Linked DNA regions of Mus musculus: regions 1, 3 and 4 are each linked to region 2. A link is a contact called in public Hi-C and HiChIP or PLAC-seq data. All regions are on one chromosome and are shown on one strand. The core of a region is the stretch at or near the end of the contact, and the rest is flanking DNA. Distances in the headings are between cores, read along the strand shown.

The links. Hi-C and Micro-C count contacts between places; a contact is called where the count stands out from the background. HiChIP or PLAC-seq counts read pairs in DNA pulled down with a chosen protein or histone mark.
Region 1: an H3K4me3 HiChIP or PLAC-seq map of craniofacial prominence shows a contact between it and region 2, with 10 times the contacts expected there. The contact joins the enhancer-like site here to the promoter of Dlx6 in region 2. A contact is called at or near these places in 9 of 39 promoter capture datasets (3T3-L1-derived adipocytes, HPC-7-derived erythroid cells, cranial neural crest and 6 more), 3 of 484 Hi-C or Micro-C datasets (cranial neural crest, embryonic fibroblasts and palatal mesenchyme), 7 of 115 datasets of contacts at active chromatin or transcription factors (craniofacial prominence, embryonic forebrain, embryonic midbrain and 3 more) and 2 of 9 other capture datasets (adipose tissue and liver).
Region 3: a contact with region 2 is called in a Hi-C map of uterus, with 5 times the contacts expected there. The contact joins the enhancer-like site here to the promoter of Dlx6 in region 2. A contact is called at or near these places in 8 of 39 promoter capture datasets (the 3T3-L1 cell line, the C10 cell line, frontonasal cranial neural crest and 3 more), 2 of 484 Hi-C or Micro-C datasets (both in uterus), 6 of 115 datasets of contacts at active chromatin or transcription factors (craniofacial prominence, embryonic forebrain, embryonic limb bud and 3 more) and 1 of 9 other capture datasets (adipose tissue).
Region 4: a contact with region 2 is called in an H3K27ac HiChIP or PLAC-seq map of SST interneurons, with 3 times the contacts expected there. The contact joins the enhancer-like site here to the promoter of Dlx6 in region 2. A contact is called at or near these places in 1 of 39 promoter capture datasets (the C10 cell line), 1 of 484 Hi-C or Micro-C datasets (nephron progenitors), 7 of 115 datasets of contacts at active chromatin or transcription factors (SST interneurons, craniofacial prominence, embryonic forebrain and 4 more) and 1 of 9 other capture datasets (embryonic stem cells).

Annotation. Positions count from the first base shown.
Region 1 is chr6:6,361,832-6,366,677 of GRCm38.p6, reverse strand. The region is part of intron 3 of Gm20619 (predicted gene 20619); the gene reads right to left. Among named protein-coding and RNA genes, the nearest start is that of Gm52888, 26 kb to the left of the region's middle. Within about 2 kb of position 2,502, at least 8 of the 459 cell types and tissues checked have an H3K27ac peak or open chromatin away from gene starts, as enhancers often do. A contact at or near this core is called in craniofacial prominence and second pharyngeal arch cranial neural crest, where this site is marked.
Region 2 is chr6:6,861,278-6,866,631 of GRCm38.p6, reverse strand. Dlx6 (distal-less homeobox 6) reads right to left here and starts at 3,298. Exons shown (of 4, transcript NM_010057.2): 1 at 2,805-3,298; 2 at 1,361-1,554. The coding sequence starts at 3,252. All of the region lies in intron 1 of Dlx6os1 (distal-less homeobox 6, opposite strand 1), which reads left to right. It overlaps Dlx6os2 (distal-less homeobox 6, opposite strand 2), which reads left to right and starts at 1,482. Exons shown (of 1, transcript NR_002839.2): 1 at 1,482-2,835.
Region 3 is chr6:6,431,329-6,436,186 of GRCm38.p6, reverse strand. No RefSeq gene overlaps it. Among named protein-coding and RNA genes, the nearest start is that of Gm52888, 44 kb to the right of the region's middle. Within about 2 kb of position 2,821, at least 7 of the 459 cell types and tissues checked have an H3K27ac peak or open chromatin away from gene starts, as enhancers often do. A contact at or near this core is called in uterus, where this site is marked.
Region 4 is chr6:6,543,100-6,547,981 of GRCm38.p6, reverse strand. No RefSeq gene overlaps it. Among named protein-coding and RNA genes, the nearest start is that of Gm52889, 20 kb to the left of the region's middle. Within about 2 kb of position 3,556, at least 9 of the 459 cell types and tissues checked have an H3K27ac peak or open chromatin away from gene starts, as enhancers often do. A contact at or near this core is called in SST interneurons, where this site is marked.

The DNA of each region.
Region 1 (4,846 bases), core at 1,253-3,752, 500 kb after region 2:
TCAGTCTACCTTTGCTGAGGATTCGTCTGATGTCTCTGATGCTGTCTTCCCACCATGGTTGGTAGGAATATGAACGAGCTGCTTCATCCCATTTGCTTCACGAGTTCTCTCCAGTGGTCCTTTCCCTCACATCAATCTTTACTCTCATGTGTGTACAAATCAGTTCTCAGCCAGAAACTTGTGGACACCTCTCCAACATACAATTTCTAGGTAATCACTTCTTCATAATAATGCCCTTTAAATATTGGAAACGGCTTATATACTTGTTACAGAAATAATTGGAAAGGAGATAAATATTTCTTTAGAATACATTTATTATTTATGAGAAACATCACTCTCTCTCTCCTGATTTTGCCCTTTTTTCTTTCTCATATCCCATCTCTTCCTGCTTTTTCTCTCTTTCTGAGTGTTTCTGTGTGTGTGCGCGCGCGCGCGCGCGCGTGTGTGTGTGTGTGTGTGTGTGTGTGTGTGTGTGTTTCTCTGTGTATCTCTATCTCTCTATCTCTCTCTGTCTCTATGTGTCTCTGCGTGTCTCTGTGTGCCTCTGTCTCTCTGTCTCTCTTTCTGTCTCTCTCTCTGTCTCTCTCTCTGTCTCTCTCTCTGTCTCTCTCTCTCTCTCTCTCTCTCTCTCTCTCTCTCTCTCTCTGCCAGTAATGCTTGCTTTCCAAACCTCTGTCTATCAAATTCTAAGTGTCTTGGCCTCCATGAACGCCAGTTCTGCCTCTCTCAGCTGGACCACAACGTTGGGTTGCTCCTCTAGACGTTCATCCCTGACACACTGCAGTCATTAAGCTGCTATAATCATAGGACTCACTTCCTGTGCTTGCCTTCTCGCAGGAAATGACAGTTACCTAGATGTTCAAGGTGGAATACTGAATCCAGTCTTTCTGGCTCCATCCTCGCCAGAAGTTGAAATCTTTAGCTATTATTTCCAAAAGCTAGTTTTAGGTGCAAACTTTACACATCTAAAGATAAATTTAAAGAAATAACAAATGCAACATATGGAAGAATGTGCAGGCTCGTGTGTGTTATTAAATAGATTCCTCAATCTAGGCATGCATTATGTTTGCTGGGTATTTTTCTGTGTGTCTGTGTGTGTGTCTCCCTTCTGAAAACATTTCACTTTTAGATTCTTGGCTCTGGGCCAATTTTGTGTAAAAGCCACAAATTTTGAAGCTTTTATATAATTTTAAATCCTAGATAAGATACAATTATGTCTTTTGTGAATGACTTAGTCAATTAAGGTTTTCCTAAAAGAAGAAAATTTGATTTTGTTGTTGTTGTTATTTTACTCTGGCTATTAATGCCATGCAATCCCTAAATGTTGAAAGTAAAGTTCTCCTATATGCTGGCATTGCAAGAACCGTTTAATATACAGATGAAGCCCAATGCACGGGATGATGATGCAAGGAAGGGATAAACTTTTATACCTCTTCACGCTTATATTAAGCATGATCACATTACTCAAAGCTCAGTTAGCTTGTAGAAGGTCTGTGTCTGTAAAAGACACAGAAAAACCGCACACACATGAATGGTGTGAGTTACACTAAACCTTTTGCTTGAACAAGAAGACATATTTATACAATGTTTACTCTGCATACAGAGAATTGGAAATCGTAAAGGGAAACTGAGGAATTCATACTTAACAAAAATTACCTTTGAAATTTAATCGCTGCATTTTGAGGCATACAATGAGATTTTACATTTCCTCACTGAGACATTTATTGTTCCTGCAGAAACCGAATTATATCTTATTCCTAAATCTGTCTTCTATTAAACTAAAGAAGTCCATAAATCAATAATAACCTTTCAGATATCAACCTCTTCATAATTATGTCTTCCATATCTATGTAATTGTTTGCATATTTTATATTAAAACAAACAGGGCAAGGCACATTTTGCTTGATTGGAAGGAGGGTCTAAAGATTTTAGTTGGTTTTCAACATTTGTGAAATCTGTTTTTATCCTCTTTTCCATTACATTTAAAAGTTAATCTATTTCACACAAAGAAGCAAATAGATGCGCTGATGCAGATCAACTCTCCAGGAAAAAAACAAAAACCAAAAAACAGACAAACCAAGTTGTCCATTAGAACTTGATGTGGATTCTATCATAGTATCATAGTATAGTTTCCACTAAAAACAACAGCAAACTTGTCAGTTAAAGAAATGTGTGATTTTAGTTGAATCAGGATCTGAGTATCTTTCTGACAATTTCTCTGCGTGTCTCAACAGGAAGTGGCTGAATGGCCACTCCAGATTGATCTCAGATTCAGAAACACCAGCATCTTGAAGCTGCTCTGTTTGTGGCGTGAAATGACAGCAACCAGAGAGGCCTGCGGCTGCTTTCCTCGATGCCTAGTCTGTGTGCCAGCCATCTGTGTTCATTTAGACTGTGTGTGTGTGTGTGTGTGTGTGTAGGTGGAGAGGGTGGTGAGTGGCAGAGCTCAGGTTGCAGGTCTCAGCATGGGTTTTGATACAGAACTAGACCTTCTGCCTGGTGCCTCTCTAACAAGACCCCTCATCTGCTGGGCCCTCCAGAGAAGTAATTTCACCAAGACCAGCTGCGAGGGGAATGTTTCTTGTTCTCTTTATTCAAAGTGAAAGATGTTAAACAGAAATTTTCAGAAGCACTTTTGTTTGGAAAACGGGAACGGAAGATCACGGAAACTGGAAAACATCCATGAAATTAGCCCGAAATCATGGCCAATACTGATCATTTGCCGACAAGCTGTCTGTCAGGGAAACCACAACAATGGTTTATTCAGGGCATCCTGGGGCAACAGTGCTGCGGTGGCACTAACCACACATTGGTCCAGAGGTTGACATTTTATGTTTTCACTTTTGTCATTGCAATAGAGGGTCCATGGCACACTAGTAGCAGGAGTCCTCAAGTACTCATTGCTTTCTTTCTCAGATGTAATCCACTAGTGAGAATTAAGAGAGAATATAGATTTAAATAAGACCCCCGAGGACCCGCAGGAGTCCCTAAGACGGGAAACGGGAAGAGAACCAGACACAGGCCACACTTCGTCTCACTGATCTCAAACTTGGTATACACTTGTTAAAAAGCTCATTTTTTGTCTATGAATAGGAGGTGGAAATGAGCGAATCTGGCTGTATACATTTGTTATTTATTATTTATAACTCAAAACCTTAGCAGCCTATAATTAATATGCATACCTATAAAATTTCACAATATCCCTATGGCCTTTAACATTATTGCAATATTTATTCAAAGAATCTCTCTTCTCTCCCCTCCACTCCCCTCTCCTCCCCTCCCCTCCCATGTCCTCCTCTTTCCTCCCTCCCTCTCCTCTCCCCTCCCCTTCCCGCTCCTCCTCTCTCCTCCCTCTCTCTTCTCTTCTCCCCCCTCCCCTCTCCTCTCTTCCCCTCTCTTATTCTCCTGTCTTCTTTGCTCTCCTCTTCACCTCCTTACAGTTTCAGACCCTGTAGCTTTCATTGCTCTGACCTTCTGGGAATGTCCTTACCATGTATCCATCAATACTGCACCTCTAAGCCCATACCTAATTGGTTGCCATGCCCAATCCTGGAGCTCACTTTCCAAATGTCACATCTGCCTACAGCAGAGTGATTTCTATTCCCAACTTAGTGTCAAGTTATCCATTTATTATTAAAACTAGGTTTCACACTATTAAAATTAGGTGTGGAACTGTCCTTCTTAACTTCTGCCCAAGGGGGATATTTTCTGTGTATTAACAGGACTTAAAAGCTTACTCTGAAAATAGCTCCCAAACTCAGGCAGAGCCAAGAGCCCTTCCTGCATCACAGAGCACCGGGTTTCCAATACCGAGAGCAATGGGGCCCTCAGAAGAGCAGGAACACTTTCAGAATGCTTCACATACTTTGAGAATTACATAAGATGAGAAACAGACTCACCTGGGTAGCATTTCATCTTAAATATTTGCTGGTCCAAGTGTGCACACTACCATGTAAAGGATTCATAAGGAACTGTTATAAATGGCTGTGCCCTCGCTGTTCTGGAATTTGACAAATACCATGAGAGCTTTCTTCTTAGGTAAAAGCAGTCTCATCCTATGGTACTGATAAAATTCTTTTTCCACATTTTGAAATTTGCAGATTCAAGTTACTGAGTCTTTCTTTCATGAATTGCCCCTCTAGAAACTTCCCAGAATCTTTACAAGTCGCAGGTCAGAGACTCGGTCCTCAAGAGCTGTGTACGTGGATGGAGGAAGCAAAACCACTTCCTGTAAGAGAGCAATGAAGACTGTATACTGTTGTGCGATGGGATGGAAAACAGTTCGGCTTGGATTAGGTGCCTGAGTGAAGATGGCAGAAATCTGCTTGGAAAAGGTTGGGATCTCTGGAATGAAGAAAAAAATGCAAGAAGCAAACATAAAATGCTGGTGCCTCTGTATGACCCAGCAGGCTTTGTGCTACTGAAGGTAGGAAAGAGTCCTGAACTGAAGACACTGTGCATTCTATGGAGGAAAAAGTTACTTCACAAATTTGTTATTTTACAGTGGAACATCTTCAGCCTTTAGAAAGAATGAAGATGTGTTGTTCACAGGAAAACTAGAGAGTCAGAGCAGCTACAACTAGAGAGCCAGAGAGTATGTCTAAGAAAGAAAAATGGCGTTTGTTTTCTTTCATTTGTGGTTCCTAGATTTTAATAGATACATAAAATCACACACACACACACACACACACACACACACGTCCCTAAGGGAACAGATTGGATTAGTAGAGTTGGGAGAGACAAAAAAAAGAAAGTAAATGGGCAGGAATGTGCTTGTCAGATGCTTACACAATACATACTCATATGAAAACTTTTAAAATAAATATTTTCACTTGATGTTTTAAGA
Region 2 (5,354 bases), core at 2,049-4,548:
GCATATCAAGTAGTAAACGATTATGAATTGATTAAAGGTTGTATGTTCATAGCAAAATACCTTGAACATACTTATGCACATCGTGCACACACCATGGCATATGCCTGGGATCTCTTTCTCCAGTCCTGCAAGGATTAAGAAATGCATCAACCCCCACTATCTACCTCCTATGTTGCTTAAGCAAACAGAAGTCATCAATCATCACATGATTGTTGGGGTAGCTACTAAAAGTCAAAAGGCTTCTGACAACTACAGAATCAGGAATCTAAGTTGGCAGCTTATTTAAGTCAACAACCCAAATCTCTAGATGAAAGGAAACCTACAATGTAGCATTACCTTTACAATTCCAGAATCTATTTTCCCAAGAATACGAGTCACGGAGCATCTAGAGCCCTTTCATAGCAAACCTCATACATTTTCAGTGGCAACATGCAGTAGAAACCAGGGTAAGTGAGAAGAGTTCAGGGACGCGGCCTGAAGACACCATTCTGTAAGGTCTTGGCTACTGTCTTATTAGACCCTTGCTGGATGAAGATGATGCCCATCAGAAGAGGCCTTAGCATCCCGTGCAGTTCTCTTGACTGCTGGCTTTTGAGTGCAGGCTGATATACTCACCTATGGGCCCCTTTCTGTGAAATCTGAAATGTCCAGTATACTTTTCAGGTCAGCAGGACTGTTTATTATCTGTGGTGTCCCAGGCCGTGATTTGGGGAACATTCTCTTTGTTTCTCAATTCTGTCAAGTTCTGTGCTCCAGGGAGGTACCTCAGCCTGCACTATTTGGTACCAGAATGATTCAACTACAGAGCTTAATGCAATCTTCAGAAAGTCCTGTCTTACCCATCCCGGAGTGAATGGCTTACACATGGATGTCTTTATTAAGCTGCTAGAGTCTAACTTTTGCTCCTGGTCTCAGCTCATAAGTTTCCTTCCTATGACAATGAGTTGAAATTAATATTAATTCCTAAGGGTCACTAAAGGGTCCTTAAGAAAGGCCTTATTTTGCTTCTTAGCTGGATACTACACACACACACACACACATACACACACACACACTTGTTCTACTTCGTGTTATTCTGCTCTGGAATAAGATTTGATTGAATTTGTTCACCAAAAGATCCTAGGCTCAGCTGGGGTCGCAGAGGGTTGGTGTATATGCAAATCCAATTCAGTATTCAATACCATGTCATTTGTTCCAAACTGTGTGATCCCAGGAAAGTGCACAACTGGAGCACGGGCATTTGTCATTTAGCTCCTTCCATCCTTGGTTGACTAGGCCAAGAATTCCTCCTGGTATGCTCTCTGCACGGTTATCAAGCAGGGCCAGCATTTCAGGGGTACTTGGGCTTCCCGGGAATTACCTGTGTTTGTGTCAGTCCTAAGGAAGCAGCCAGTTCGGCTCTCTCGGGAAGGGCCAGGTATTGAGTCTGCTGAAAGCGATGGTTTAAAGCCTGGAGCTGCAGGCTGGAATAAATGGTCCGAGGCTTCCGAATCTTTTTCCCCTTTCCGTTGAACCTGATTTCCCCGTTTTCGATCACTGTCGTTTTTTGTTGATCTGTAAGCAAATGACACAGAGGAGTGGTCACCCGCGAGGCCACTACTGCCTTCTCCCTTCATGTGACAAGGCTGGCAAGGAGTTTCTCCCAAGTTTAAAAAGAGTTCCTCGTAATATCCCCGCTATACCACTGTGGGCACGTGCCCCCAGAGGCTGTGAAAGCTTCCCTCCGACCGTGTCTCCAACACTAACAATGCATTATGATAGTGGATCGAATCTAGGAAGCCCGGGGCATAAAAGAGACGCTCCGCAACAGCGGAGACAGCGCAGGCCGCTTTCCGAAGTCCGTGGCGCTGTAAGGCTTCTCTTCTCTGGGCCCGAGAGCGGTTTCTTGGCCTGGCTTTTCCCAACGCCTAAAGCTATACCAGAACCACCCGGTTGTTTATGTGACCAGTTAGTTTTGTGTCACCCAGCTGCAAGCTTAGTGCTTTAAGTCCCTTCTGTATGTTTGAAATGATTCTGCTCGCGTGTATCAAAGCCCAGACACAGAACACAACCAGGAGCTCAGAGCAGCTCCAGAGCAGGCTGAGACTCTCTGGACAACGGAGAGCTATCAACCCCAGGCCCTCTGCTTCACTTCCAAGAACAAAGGAGCAGCCAAAGTACTACTGAAAACCCAGAGAGAGGGAGCCAGGTCTGGGGACGTGGGGGGGACACCTCAAAGCCCACGAGGGAAGATTTTAAAAGCAAAACAAAAACAAAAGACAAAACCCAATGTCACTAGTATCTATCGGCTGCAACAGCTTCGTTCCAAGTCACCAAGGGGCACCAAGTGCCCCAGGCAAAGTAGGCCACCGCTCTCCCAGCGTTGAGATGGGAAGCCTTAACTAGCCCTTCAGTCCTGGCCCAGAATTGTCTCCAGTTCTGATAAATGCGGGTCCCAGCAGAGAGGGAAGGGACAAGGTAGAGGGCACACAGACCTGGTGGGCTGGAGGGCGCAGTGGGGACCGTAGAGCCAGGCTAGGGCACAGCCTGGAGGCTCAATGGGAACCACAAGCAGGAGGCGGAGGAGCCAGCGGGCCTCGGGGTGAGCCAGCCGGGGGTCCACGGCGGCGGGAAGGGGCCGGGCAGGGAGAGGCCGGCAGGCAGGCGCCAGGCGATCGGGAGCCCACGGGGCCCGACTGGGGGCGCACGGGGCCGCCCGCAGGAGGGGGCCGGCGGAGGCCCCGGCGTGGAGGAAGTGAGCGGGGCGGGAGGGGTCGGAGGCAGTGGGGAGGCGGGCGAAGCTAGCTGCCTAAGCGGCCTCTCACCTGTGTCGTCCCCGCGCGTCTGGGCGGCCGCGCTGCTGTTGTGGTAGGACTGGAGGTAAGGGCTGTGCTGCGAGTGGCTCATGTAGGGGTAGGCGGCGAGCGATCGGTGGTTGTAGGAGTTGCCTCCGCTCGACGCGTAGGGCGAGCCGTGGTGGTGGTGCTGGTGGTGGTGATGGTGGGAGCCGGCCGCCGCCGCCGCCGCCGCGGCCGAGTGCAAGCAGTGCAGAGGGTAATGTGCGCCTGCCATGGCCGGGGAGGTCTGCTGCGAGTGCGGCTGCGGCGGCGGCGGCGGTGGCGGCGGCGGCGGCTGCTGTTGCTGCTGCTGCTGCTGCTGTTGCTGCTGCTGTTGTTGCTGCTGCTGCTGTTGCTGCTGCCCGAACTCCATGAAGGCGGATTTGGACGAGTCCTGGCCTTCCAAGCCGTCAGCCATCGTAGTCATGGTCATCATCAAAACTTTGGGGGCTGGAGAAAGCCTTCTCCCGGGTTTCTTTCACCCTCCCCCACTTGGCTCGCACCGCTCTCCCCTTTGCAGCCACCTTAGCTCCCGGGATCCTTGCAAAAAAATAAAAAAAATAAAAAATAAAAAAAAATTTAAAGGAGGGGGCAGAGGTGGTTCTCTTCCTCACTCTTCTCTAATATATACATATATATATTTAATATAAAGAGATATAGTGAGCAGGGCCTTGTTAACCCAAAGGGAGGAGGAAGGGGGAGGGATGGGAGAGGAGAGGGGGGAGGGGGAATCTGCTCTCTTCTCCCCCCCCTTGCTTTTCCCCCCTTGGATTTTTGGGGGCTGGTGCAGTTTAAAGCAGAGATTTTAAGGTGGATTCTGCGAAAGTTGCGCGTCTGCTTTCAGACTTGATGCAGACGCCACGAGTCGAATGGTTTGTCTCCAAAGGGCAGCGCCTTCCTATTGGTCAGTCGCCCCCTGACGTCACAGGCGCACCGCTTCTACTGGCGTGTGCGCTGCTTGTGGAGTTCTTCGCCTACCTTAAGCAACTAACTACAAGCTCAGCCCAGAGGTGCAACCTGGGGCCGCCCGGAGCTAAAGGGGAGCAGCGGTGGAGGGAGGCGCCCGGTAGGCTGCAGACGCATCCTGTCGAAGCTCCAACCCTGCTCCAAGCCCTTGTTTCCAGGCTTGGAGACTCGGAATAGCCTGGCTGGAGGCTGATCGCTTTCAATTCATTTGCACCCTTTCAGGTTGCCTGTGTTCAGAAGCAGTGGCCCTAGCATTTAAAACCAGATCCCCCCCCCTTCACTTGACTTTCCCCCTCCCTCAGGACCCCAACTCTACTCCCAAGGGAGCACTTTTGCACTGTGGGTTTTTCCAGAAGTACTTTATTAATGCCATTGATGGAAGAAAAACCTCTATATCTGGGCTCCAACTCATGGCAAGGGTCGGGGATAGTAAAGAAAGAAAAATCAGACCCTGCTCTGTTGAGATTCCTGTTGTTTTCGGCCCTAGTTCCTATATATTGACCCCCCCCCCCTCAACAGAGGAGGAATACCAACTACCCCCAGAACGCAGCAGCCTGCTCTGAAAGCGAGAGTCGTTGGAGGGCTGACAGGAATGCATTTTCTTCCTATTGAAAACAGAAGCTACTGTAATGCTTTCAAATATATGCAAATGATACATGCGGTTAGTGGTTTGGCAAATCTTGATTACAATATAAACTACCCAAGTAAAAGTGCCTTCGTCCTAAATTTGTCTCTCGATTACAATTCCAATTGATTTTATTTTATTGTCAACATTGTTAATGATAAAAATAGAGTCGTTTTACAGTTATTTTTACTTTCTGGAAGGAGGCAATTAGAGTTCTAATCAGGAATACACAAAAATCTCCCATGATTAACTGCAGTACTTTGTTCAAATTGCTGCTATAAAATTCAGAACAATTTGCCTGTAATGATTATGGACTGGGTTTATTTTGGGAGGTGGAATAAAAGTGGATATAGCATAAATTATCCTCTAATTATACACCAGTGTCGCTTCAATTATCCTCTTATCAAAATGGTTGTCTAACTGCCGCATTTAGTTTCAATTCTCTCCTTTTTTTCTATAAAAAGAACTTCATACCTTGTTATTATTAATCCATTTATTATTTGCAAGGGGGTTTATATCCGCACATCCAGGTGGTAGAACCACTTCTGTTTCAAAGATGGACTGGGGAAAGACATTAAGTTTGGAGCAGCTCAGTGCTACGGATCTAGCCTCTCTCCCTCGGGTCTCCAGACTCACTTGGTCCAAGCTGCGGAGCAGGGACAGCGGAGCTCAGGCGGCCACGTTCAGGCCCAGCCACCAGGTAGGAGAACCGGATCCAACTCTAGGCTTGGGGAGGGACAAGCAGGTCCGCACCGGGTCGCGTCCTGGGGCGGCAGGTAAGCTCTAGGAGCTTGCGGGGCCAGATGATAGAGACTGGGTGGGAGAAATCTGAGGACCCCATCCTACCCCCCTGGGCTCGGTGCCTGCTTTCAGTGGGTACAGGGAACAAACTGTGAGCTTTTGGCCACAAGAGGAAATGTGTGGGGTAGCAACCTTGTGTGGTGGTG
Region 3 (4,858 bases), core at 1,572-4,071, 430 kb after region 2:
CCACTGACGTAGTTCAGGACCCCCTGCCTTGGGAATGGACCTGGCCACAATGAGGACGACATGTCCCATATCAACCCACTACAGTTAATATGTCTCAAAAGTTAGAATGTGCAAACCTCTAAAGCAGAACTTCTATTTCCAGGAGGTGATTCTAAGAAAATAACCAGACACATTTTTGTATACACAACAGGTAAAGACATTCAGCACAAATTGTCTATACTAATGAAGTATCCAAAACAACCCTGATTTCAATTCATGGATTCATTCTTTTTGTGGAATCCTATTGTAATAGGGAAGGGGTTTGTGAAGACTCGCCACTGCTCAGCTTCAGTTCCATTTGAACTAACTGACTACAAACAGTTATATGACTCTGTCTAAAGGTCCCTGTCTATCTTTCCCTTCCTAGGGGAAAAAAATCCAGATGAAAGTCAGCTCTAGAAATATTTACCATAAGTGACCATTAAAAGTGATCTGGGAAAAAAATGTCTAAAGCCCATTATTTTGGAAAAAAGATATTTTTGGAAAATTCATTTATTTGGACATAAGAAAATCAGTCTGGGGAAGCATGCATATGTATATATGAATTGCAAAATCTAGAAGGATTTATTTACTAAAAATCTAGTAGTACGTGTGTTTGAGTGATGGGATTATGGGTACCTAAGGCTGTTTGACTCGAGTTTAGATATAATGTGTAGCTCCATAAAACCTGGTATAACACATCAGAATTTACATGGGGAATAAACTGTTCTGACTCACTTAAACCTCTCCAAAACTGACAGATTTTATCATCTCCCTTAACAGATAAGGATCTAAGCCAGAGTTTAAGCCAATATTAGTCAATGAATAGTATCATGAAGGTCTACAAACTACAAATAACATGTCTTTTTAAAAATCTGTGCAATGAAGCAGTTTGTTTTTGTTTTTGTGTTTGTTTTTTCAATCTTAGTAAAATCTTTTCATCTCAGCAGACCAGGGTTCCTGGAGTCTTGCCATGTGAATCATAGCACAGGTCTGGGGTTACTCAAGAGACGCATTTTTAAAACAATACTCTGTGGTCTTCGGAAGAAGTTCTGAGTCTGCCTGCTGAGTATTTATGTTGGTTTTCCTTTACAGTCACTGCCTTCCTTGTTGACTCCCTCCTTTGATTTATTTCATTCTTTGTAGACAATTCCTCAAGAAGCAACTAGGTCAAAGTCTCCACCCCCATAAGTTTGCCGCTGGTGCTGGGCTCTGTGCCTGTCTCTCCTCCATCCTCCTTCCTAGACACTGATCTGCCTGGACCACAAGTTCATGTAAGAAGCCTTGTTTCATTAAACTCATCTCAGGCAGAACTTTAGATAGTTTTGCATTTCCCTGATGCTGCTCACACACTAGTGACTTTGCTTCATTATATTCTATGCTGATCTTCCCATCTGAGCGACATCTATCACTTACCAACCAAGCTTCTGACCAGCAAAGCCTGTTCTCTGCTCTCTGCTTCTCTGATGGCTCAGTGTGGCAGCCATAGTGCATCATCTGCTCAGACCCCTTCGGGTACCACTGTCAAGTAACAAAGAAGCCAAGGCTCCCTCGAGAGAGACTGAAGGATGCAGAGGCTTGGTGTTGGCCCATCCTGTGGGATACAAGACTCAAAAAAAATGCAGCTTCTCGTTTTCAGCTTGGTTCTTGTGGCTGCCAAAGCATATGGCCACAAACAGGGTGGGTTGAAACAATGGGCGAATATGCTCACAACTCTGAGACCAAGAGTGTGAACTTGAAATTCATGGCTTCATCCCAAGTCTCTGAGGGAAAAGTGTATGTTTTTTGTCTAGTTTGCTGGTGCCTGCCAGCAGTCTTTGTTGATCCTTAATTTATATTTGTATAATTGTCTTCATATGTTCCTTCTGCCTGTGTGTGTGTGTGTATGTGTGTGCTTGTGTGCTCCCTAGTACAAAGATAGATGTCATTTGATTTAGAACCCATGTAGATGATCCAAAATTATTTGATCCTAAGACCTTAGATTGAATATGCAGAGACTTTTTTTCCAAATAATGATACAGTCACAGGTCTCGGGTATATGGGGCAGAGCAGAGGTAAAAGCATTCAATCCGCTCTGCTCAGGAACTTCAGGAAAATGTGGCCAAAACTTTCCCAGGGATATGCTGTGATCAGAGACCTTCCTGGCTTCACCTGTGGCAGGTCTGAGTGCTTCCAAAGGTCCTACCTGTCCATTCGTACTATTTTTAATCTTTGTATTCCCTTAATAAATGTCTGTAAGTCTGTGTTCATCTTGGTGACTGTTCTCTTGGAGAGGGCAGGGAAGGGTGACTGGGACATACAAAATCTAATATACATTTAATTTGCTTTGTGGTTGTTTCGTCTGGTTTTTGAGACAAGGTTTCTCTGCGTAGCCCTGGCTGTCCTAGAACTCCCTCTGTAGACCAGGCTGGTCTCAAACTCAGACCTCTTCCTGCCTCTGTTTCCTGAGTGCTGGGATTAAAGAATCACTGTTACTTAATGAACACCAATGCTTGTCTTTATTCTTTCCCTCTCACTTCAGTACAGGAAGAAACTTGCTTTCCTATGTTTGTTGCTTAAGTTTTTGTCAACTTGATGCATGTTTTTTTTTGGGGGGGTGGTTAAGGAAACAGGAATTGAAAAACTGCCCCTATCTGATCGGCCTGTTGGCAGGTCTGTGGTATATTTTCTTGACTATGACTGGCTTGAGAAGGCCCCGCCACTGTGAGTGGTGCCAACTCTCGGGCAGGCAATCTGGGGTTACATAGGAGAGCAAAGTGAGCAAGCTAGTAAAAGCTCGTTCTTACTTCATTTTCACCAGTGTGTGCTGCAACATCATAGTTAATACATTACCATAAACATGAATTGACAGCCCACGAATGTGTCCATCTGAAGAGGGCAAAGACTAAAATCCATTCTTTATGACTGGAATCATAAACCATTTTTGCAGCCACAGTCGTAAATGCAGTTCAGAAAATATTAGAGCACTTCAGTTAGTAATTGCATTTGCCATTATCAAGTGCTTGGTAATACAGTACTTAGCTATTCTAAAGTCACTCAGGTATGCTAAAGAATTACACATGAATCTGGGCGAATTGCTGTATTTAGCTTTCCTCAATTATAGAGCTATGTATTGTTTGCAGGTATTTTTAACATCAAGTCCCTGAGATATGAGCATCTTACTTCGGGTTTTTTTTTTAAATTAATACTTTTGATTGACAAATTATAATTGCATACATTTATGGGATACAATGTCATGTTTTGATATATGTAAACAATGTAGTATGATTAAATCAAGGTAATTAACATATCGATCATCTCACCTATCATTTTTCTATAGTGAGAATTTTTAATTTGCTCTCCCTTTTGAAATATATAATTTATAGTTATTGTCTATAGTGGCCCTGCTCTGAAATCTTTCAAAACCCATTTCTCTGGCGCTTCTGGAATTTTCTTGCCTTGATCAGTAACTTGCCATTTCCTCCCTCCCGGACACTTCCAATTTGGTCTCTTCAAATGTATGAAAGTCCACAAGGAAGTAAGACTGTGCAATATTTAGGCATTGTACCTGCCTGTGTCACTTGGCATAATGTCATTGGCTTCAAATTTCCTGCTTTTTAAAGGCTGACTATTATTCCACTGTGTGTAAGACACGATGCATGTTACATTTTTTAAAAAATCATTGACAAATATTTTAGGGGATTTCATACCTTTGCTATTGTGAATAATTTTGCAATGAATGTGAGGATGGATATTGTATTGACTTCAGGTGTGTGTGCAAGTGTGTGTGTGTGTGTATGTGTGTGTGTGTGTGTGTGTGTGTGTGTTAGCTAGAAGGGCAATTCTAAGCCATTTGAAGGTCCCTTCTGGGAAGCCTCCTTACTGTTTTCTATAATTCCCGTAGTAATTTACAACTGCACGGAAGATGAATAAGTTCATTTCCTCTGTACCCTCCCTAGCACTTTCCACCACTCCTTTCCTTAAATATGAAAGCCACCCTTATGGTTATAAAGGTGAGATCTCATTATTGCAATCTCCCTTTCTCTAATGACAGGCAGAGTTTTTTTTAAACATTCACCCTCTATTTTATTTATTTATTTATTTACTTACTTACTTATTTATTTACTTATTTACTTATTTATTTATTTGGTTTTTGGTTTTTCAAGATAGGGTTTCTCTGTGTAGCCTTGGCTGTCCTGGAACTCACTTTGTAGACCAGGCTGACCTCGAACTCAAAAATCAACCTGACTCTGCCTCCCAAGTTCTGGGATTAAAGGAGTGTGCCACTATGCCCAGCCAAATGTTCACCCTCTATTAGATGTGTGGTCTGTTGGTATTTTCTTATATCTGTTGTCATCTCTTCACTTGACAGAACCCTTAGTTGCCCGCAGCTTTTTAGTGTGATATGGTGCAGCTCATCCAGTCCTGCTTCTCTCTTGCCTGTGTTTTCATTTTCTTTTGTTATTCTTTCAGGATCTCACTATATAGTTCAGGCTGACCTAGAATTCATGATCACCTTGCCGTTGTCTCTCAAGTGCCACCTGGTAAGTATGCACCCGCATATCCCAGCTCCACACCCATGTTGGAGAGACCACTCTTTCAGCATTATATTATTGTGCCTTTGTCAAAAACCCAATTGACTGTGAAGGCATGGATTTATTTCTCAGCATTCTACTGTACGTTACTGGTAAATGTGTCAGCTCTTAGGACAATGCCATGTTCTTTTGATCCTTATCACTTTATGATGTGAAACCAGGAAGTATGCTACCTCCATTTTTTTCTGTTTACATAGAGAGTTTTCAACATTGAGGGCATTTTATGGCTAACAGGAACTAAAGAGGTGGAATTTGCATTTATATTA
Region 4 (4,882 bases), core at 2,307-4,806, 320 kb after region 2:
AGTCCAAGCACCCAATAGTCTTGTGTTCTGGAATATCCTGAGTTGGAGATGTCAGTTCAGGTCTTGTGTTCCAGACATGCTCTTGCGTTTCCTGCCTCTGGACTTCTCTTCCTCATGCAGATCCCATGGCCTGAGCATGCCTTCCCTCCTTGTTCTCAGTGTATCATCGCTCTCGTTTTCACCCCATCCTCACTTGGAATCCCTTCTTTTACTCTCAGTTTGGGTTCATTGCTCCCCTAGTTTTGCATTTTACTCGATATTTTTTTCCTTAATTTTATCCCTTGGGCATATTTAAGTAAAATGATTTGCTTTACAGAGTCTTTCCCCTCTTCACAAAAATCTAAAGCCCTCATGGTTGTGAGCTGTCTTTATCCAGCATTGTTACCTCTAGGCCAAGTAACATTCTTAACAAATGTCAGGCAAACCAAACTCAAATGCGTGAAAACCTCAAAAGAAGAAGTAGAAAGACATGGTTCTATGCGAGCTTTGGAAGTGAGAACAGTTGTCATTATTAAGTTGTCATATACTATTAAGTTGTCATTGAAACAGAGGTATACCCCAATTAAACCATGATCCAGCCATCCCAGGAAAAGGTAAATAGAAGAACAAAACTGGACCTGAATCTTCCTGCCGACTTCCAATTCTGACTTCCAGTTCTAAAGCAGGTTGTTGATTCAGCGTGCTTTAATTAGTTTGGCTGCTAAATAGCTGTGAATCTCACACTCATGGAACCTTGTGGGGCCTGCTATTCTGACCGAGTCAACACAAACGCAGCTCATCATGAAAACCTTTGGCCACTTGTACAGACATTTTCCTGGACTCAACAAGAAGCATGTATTCCCATAGGGCAAGCTACTAGATTTCCTCCTCCATATCGTGAGCTATAAACACACTTTCCCGTTGACGTTTATTAGAAAGTAACGCAAAGCAGATTGCTGGGTTTGGGCATGTATTCTGTGGACATTCTGTAGCAGGCATATTCTGTGTTCTTCTTGTACCAGGCTGATGGCATATCCTCTCAGGTTAAGTCCTCAAATCCTGCTCCACCATTTTAATAATTTCATTCACTTAACCTTTATATGGATGAAGTGCTTGGCTCCTGTGTGCTGGATAAATGAATGCTTCATGTTACAGTTTGGTCTGGGATCTGTCAGGTAACATTACAAGAGGTTGGAACACCAACACTGCGTCACACTGGGACGAGCTCCAGAAGCATTTCTATTTTATTATACCACCCTCCATCTCCCTATCTGGATTCGTTCTTCTCATTTTTGCCATCTGTCAATAGACTTGAATGAGGTCCTTAAGCACCTATGCTATCAACAGGTCAGGGTCATTTTTTTTTCATTGTAAGACAAGAATGTATTATAAAGCAGCATCTAGTTTAAATTATCCTGTGATTTTCCCAAGGCTAAGTAGTAGTGTATTACTATGATTATACAGTTAGAATTACTCCTGTAATTCTACTATTTGTGACAAAGAAATTGAGTTGTGTGTTTGTGTGTGTGCATGCACGTGTGCACATGGACATACATGTGTGTGTGAATGGTGGAAATTTTTATTAAAAATAATAATTTGTGATTTGCAAAAATTCCATTAATTTATATTTTCAGTACCTTTAAATAGAAGTTTAATGGAACATAGCCACAATGATTATTTTACCTTTTACCCACTGCTTTGAATCAATGGAGTTGAATATTTATAACACAGTCATGCAAAATCTAAAGTATTTCCTAGTTAGCTCTTTATGAAGAAAGTCGTATGTCCCCTGACATAGAATAATGAAACCGTTTTCACATAAGGCTTCCAGTGCAGATTTTCATTGCAGGACTAGTATGTTAGTATCCACGTATTACCATAGCAGCATCACCCTGTGTGGGACTCAAAACAACAGGATTTCCTGCTCCCCAGTTCTCAAGGCTGGAAGTCTGAAATCAATGCACCATGCTCCTTCTGATACCTAGGAACTAGCCTTTCCTAGCTTCTCATGGTGGTCTTCCACTCTGGGTTCCAGCAATGTCCTTATCTTCACATGGTGTTCTCCCTATGTGTCTCTGTGTGGCATGGCCATCTTATTACAGAGTCACTAGTCACATCAGACCAGGGGTCTACTCTACTCCAGTAAGATTCATCTTCAACAATTACACCTACGACAGACCCATTCCAAATAAAACCATAAGATGAAATAAATGCAGGGATAAACATTCCAACATATTTACTTGGGGTAGGGGGGTTTAAGGTGAAGGGTTGGAAATACAGCTTATGATAACTAGCAATTTGGATCCTCAAAAAGGGTTCATCTAAAGGGAAGAGAGAGTTAGTGGTTTTTTTTCCCATTTTTTATTAGGTATTTAGCTCATTTACATTTCCAATGCTATACCAAAAGTCCCCCATACCCACCCACCCCCACTCCCCTACCCACCCACTCCCCCTTTTTGGCCCTGGCGTTCCCCTGTACTGGGGCATATAAAGTTTGCGTGTCCAATGGGCCTCTCTTTCCAGTGATGGCCGACTAGGCCATCGAGAGTTAGTGTTATAAGCAAGACTAGAACCTGGGACTCTTGAGTCTGTAACTGGTGAGTAACTGTGGCTTCCACTGAGTTTGGAATACAGCATAAGTTCAAAGTCAATGACTCTCCCACATCAAATGTACACTTAGCTTTACCAAACACTTTTCTAGAAATACCAGTTTAAGCATTAATCATGAAACCTACTATTTAAAGCGTCAGGCTGTAATTGGCTAAAATCCCTAATGCTGCGACTTTTACTTATTGATTAGAAAGAACAAACGAGTGTGGTGACATTTATTTTTACCCTGATTTCATTTATCAGTAAACATTCTAGAATACAGAATGTATGTACTCAAACGAATATACTCAATCTACACTATCTGTCAGCAACTGTCAAAGTTTAACATTCTTCCTTTGACTGACATCCATATGAAGGAATATTAAGGACAAAGATCAGCAAGATGAAGAATAACCTGTTTCAGAACTCGAAGAAGTCATTTATCTGATCACTGAAGCCCCCTCTTTTTTTTCTTAATAGCTATCACTTTTATTAACTCTGGGAAGCTTAAAGTTAATTCCTTTTCAAGGTTATTCTGAAAAGGTGGGTTTCTCCTTTATTAGGTAGGTCTGGTGGTAATAGCTGTTTGAAAAGAAAAAGATAATTTTCAGTGTTCAGATATCATTAAAATGTGGAGTAAGAAAAAAGAATCCCTTCAGAACTTCAGAACTATAGGTTCTAAACACAGTAGATAAAGAGAGATGTTGGTGTTATGCTAAGACAATGAGAGAGAGAGAGAGAGAGAGAGAGAGAGAGAGAGAGAGAGAGAGAGAGAGAGAGGTTGAGAGATTAATCAGGTATTATTTACTGACAAACACTATTCCCTACAGTCTTTTTCAAGTGGTTTCACATTCTGATATTATGGGGAAGCCTGGGTGGTTCGGACTAAAGAAAGCCATCAGTATGCTTTAGCAATGTTGTTCTCTTGGGCTGCATCCAGGCTTTCTGGTTTACTGCTTTGGAAGATGTTTCTGTTCCATCTGCCAGCATCCAGGCAGCTGGGCATGTGGCTGAGAAAGCCCGGAGACAAACAGCCCTGAATGAACCTTCAGCAATGAGACTCAGCCACCCAAAACCTAAAATAATCACGAGATGGAATGATTGCGCTTGGAGAGGAGAGGCTGACAGTAGGATTGTTACTGCATAGAAACCTTCACATTGGCTGTGGCTGTGAGGTAATTAATTGTCCTCGTGTATGCCTTTGAAGTAGATGGAAGTGAGGGAAAATTACCCCATTTGACTGATAGAACAACTGAGAGGAGAGCAGCTAACTTGCATGTGGTTACCCAGGGAATAGTTGGCTGAGACGCCAGGATTCTTGACTCCAAATTCATTGCTGTAACCACCAGACTGAAACCAGCCGCCAAAGGCTATAATTTGGTCTTGAAGCTGTGGCCATAGTTTAGAACCACAATAGTGAGAGAAACACACTTTAAGGAGGACCTTGAAAATCTCTCAAGAGAATTATGGCTCTTTATCGGTGTTGATTATGCAACGCTCGCAATGAATGAAGGTTCTGTCCCTACCATATTTTGTGGGTTTGGGTTAGGCTGTGTCACTCTTAGGAAACTGGGAAGCTTTGCTTCACCCTTGAGCCCCAGTTTTTTTAGAATTGTCTTAAGTTCATGATGCATGATACAATGTGTTAACATTATGCTTTAAAGCGCGCAGAAGGATATGAGGTTTGATAAATATAGGAAGTCGGGCTAGTGAGAGAATTGGAGGTTTGGAAACTGGGCAAACTTCATGGGGGCACTTGGGTAATTTGGATTGGGCCTAAGGGAGACTAAAAGCCTACAGGGATCTAAATGGACATAGGTCTTGCATAAATACACACTTCTAGCTCTCTTGAAGCACAAGTGTGTACAGAGTGTGACAGAAATCCGGTTACATGGTGAGTACCAGGCTCAGGTTCTGGAAAGGAAACCTCAGACATCACAAGATGGGTTTATGTCTTTGGGTTCCAGGCTCAGAAGTAGGTACTGTCAATATTCTATCTTGAAAAGAGTAAAAAGAAGAGCAAACTGAGCCCTTATATTAACAATTACATTGTTGAGTACCCTAGGAGCTGAGTGCTGCATTATTCATTTTCATTCCAACTCTCAACCCTATAAACTGGGTTTAAATCTGTATAATTTATTATGGGGAAACTCTAGAGAGGTTGACAGGCATGGGTGTCATAGTAAGACATGAGATGGAGAAAAGCTATGAACCCGGGACTCCAATTCTACTGCTCAAGCATTATGTTCATTTTTACCACATGATGGACACATTAGGACCTGCATTCACAGGCAAAAGGGAACGGACCTACCGT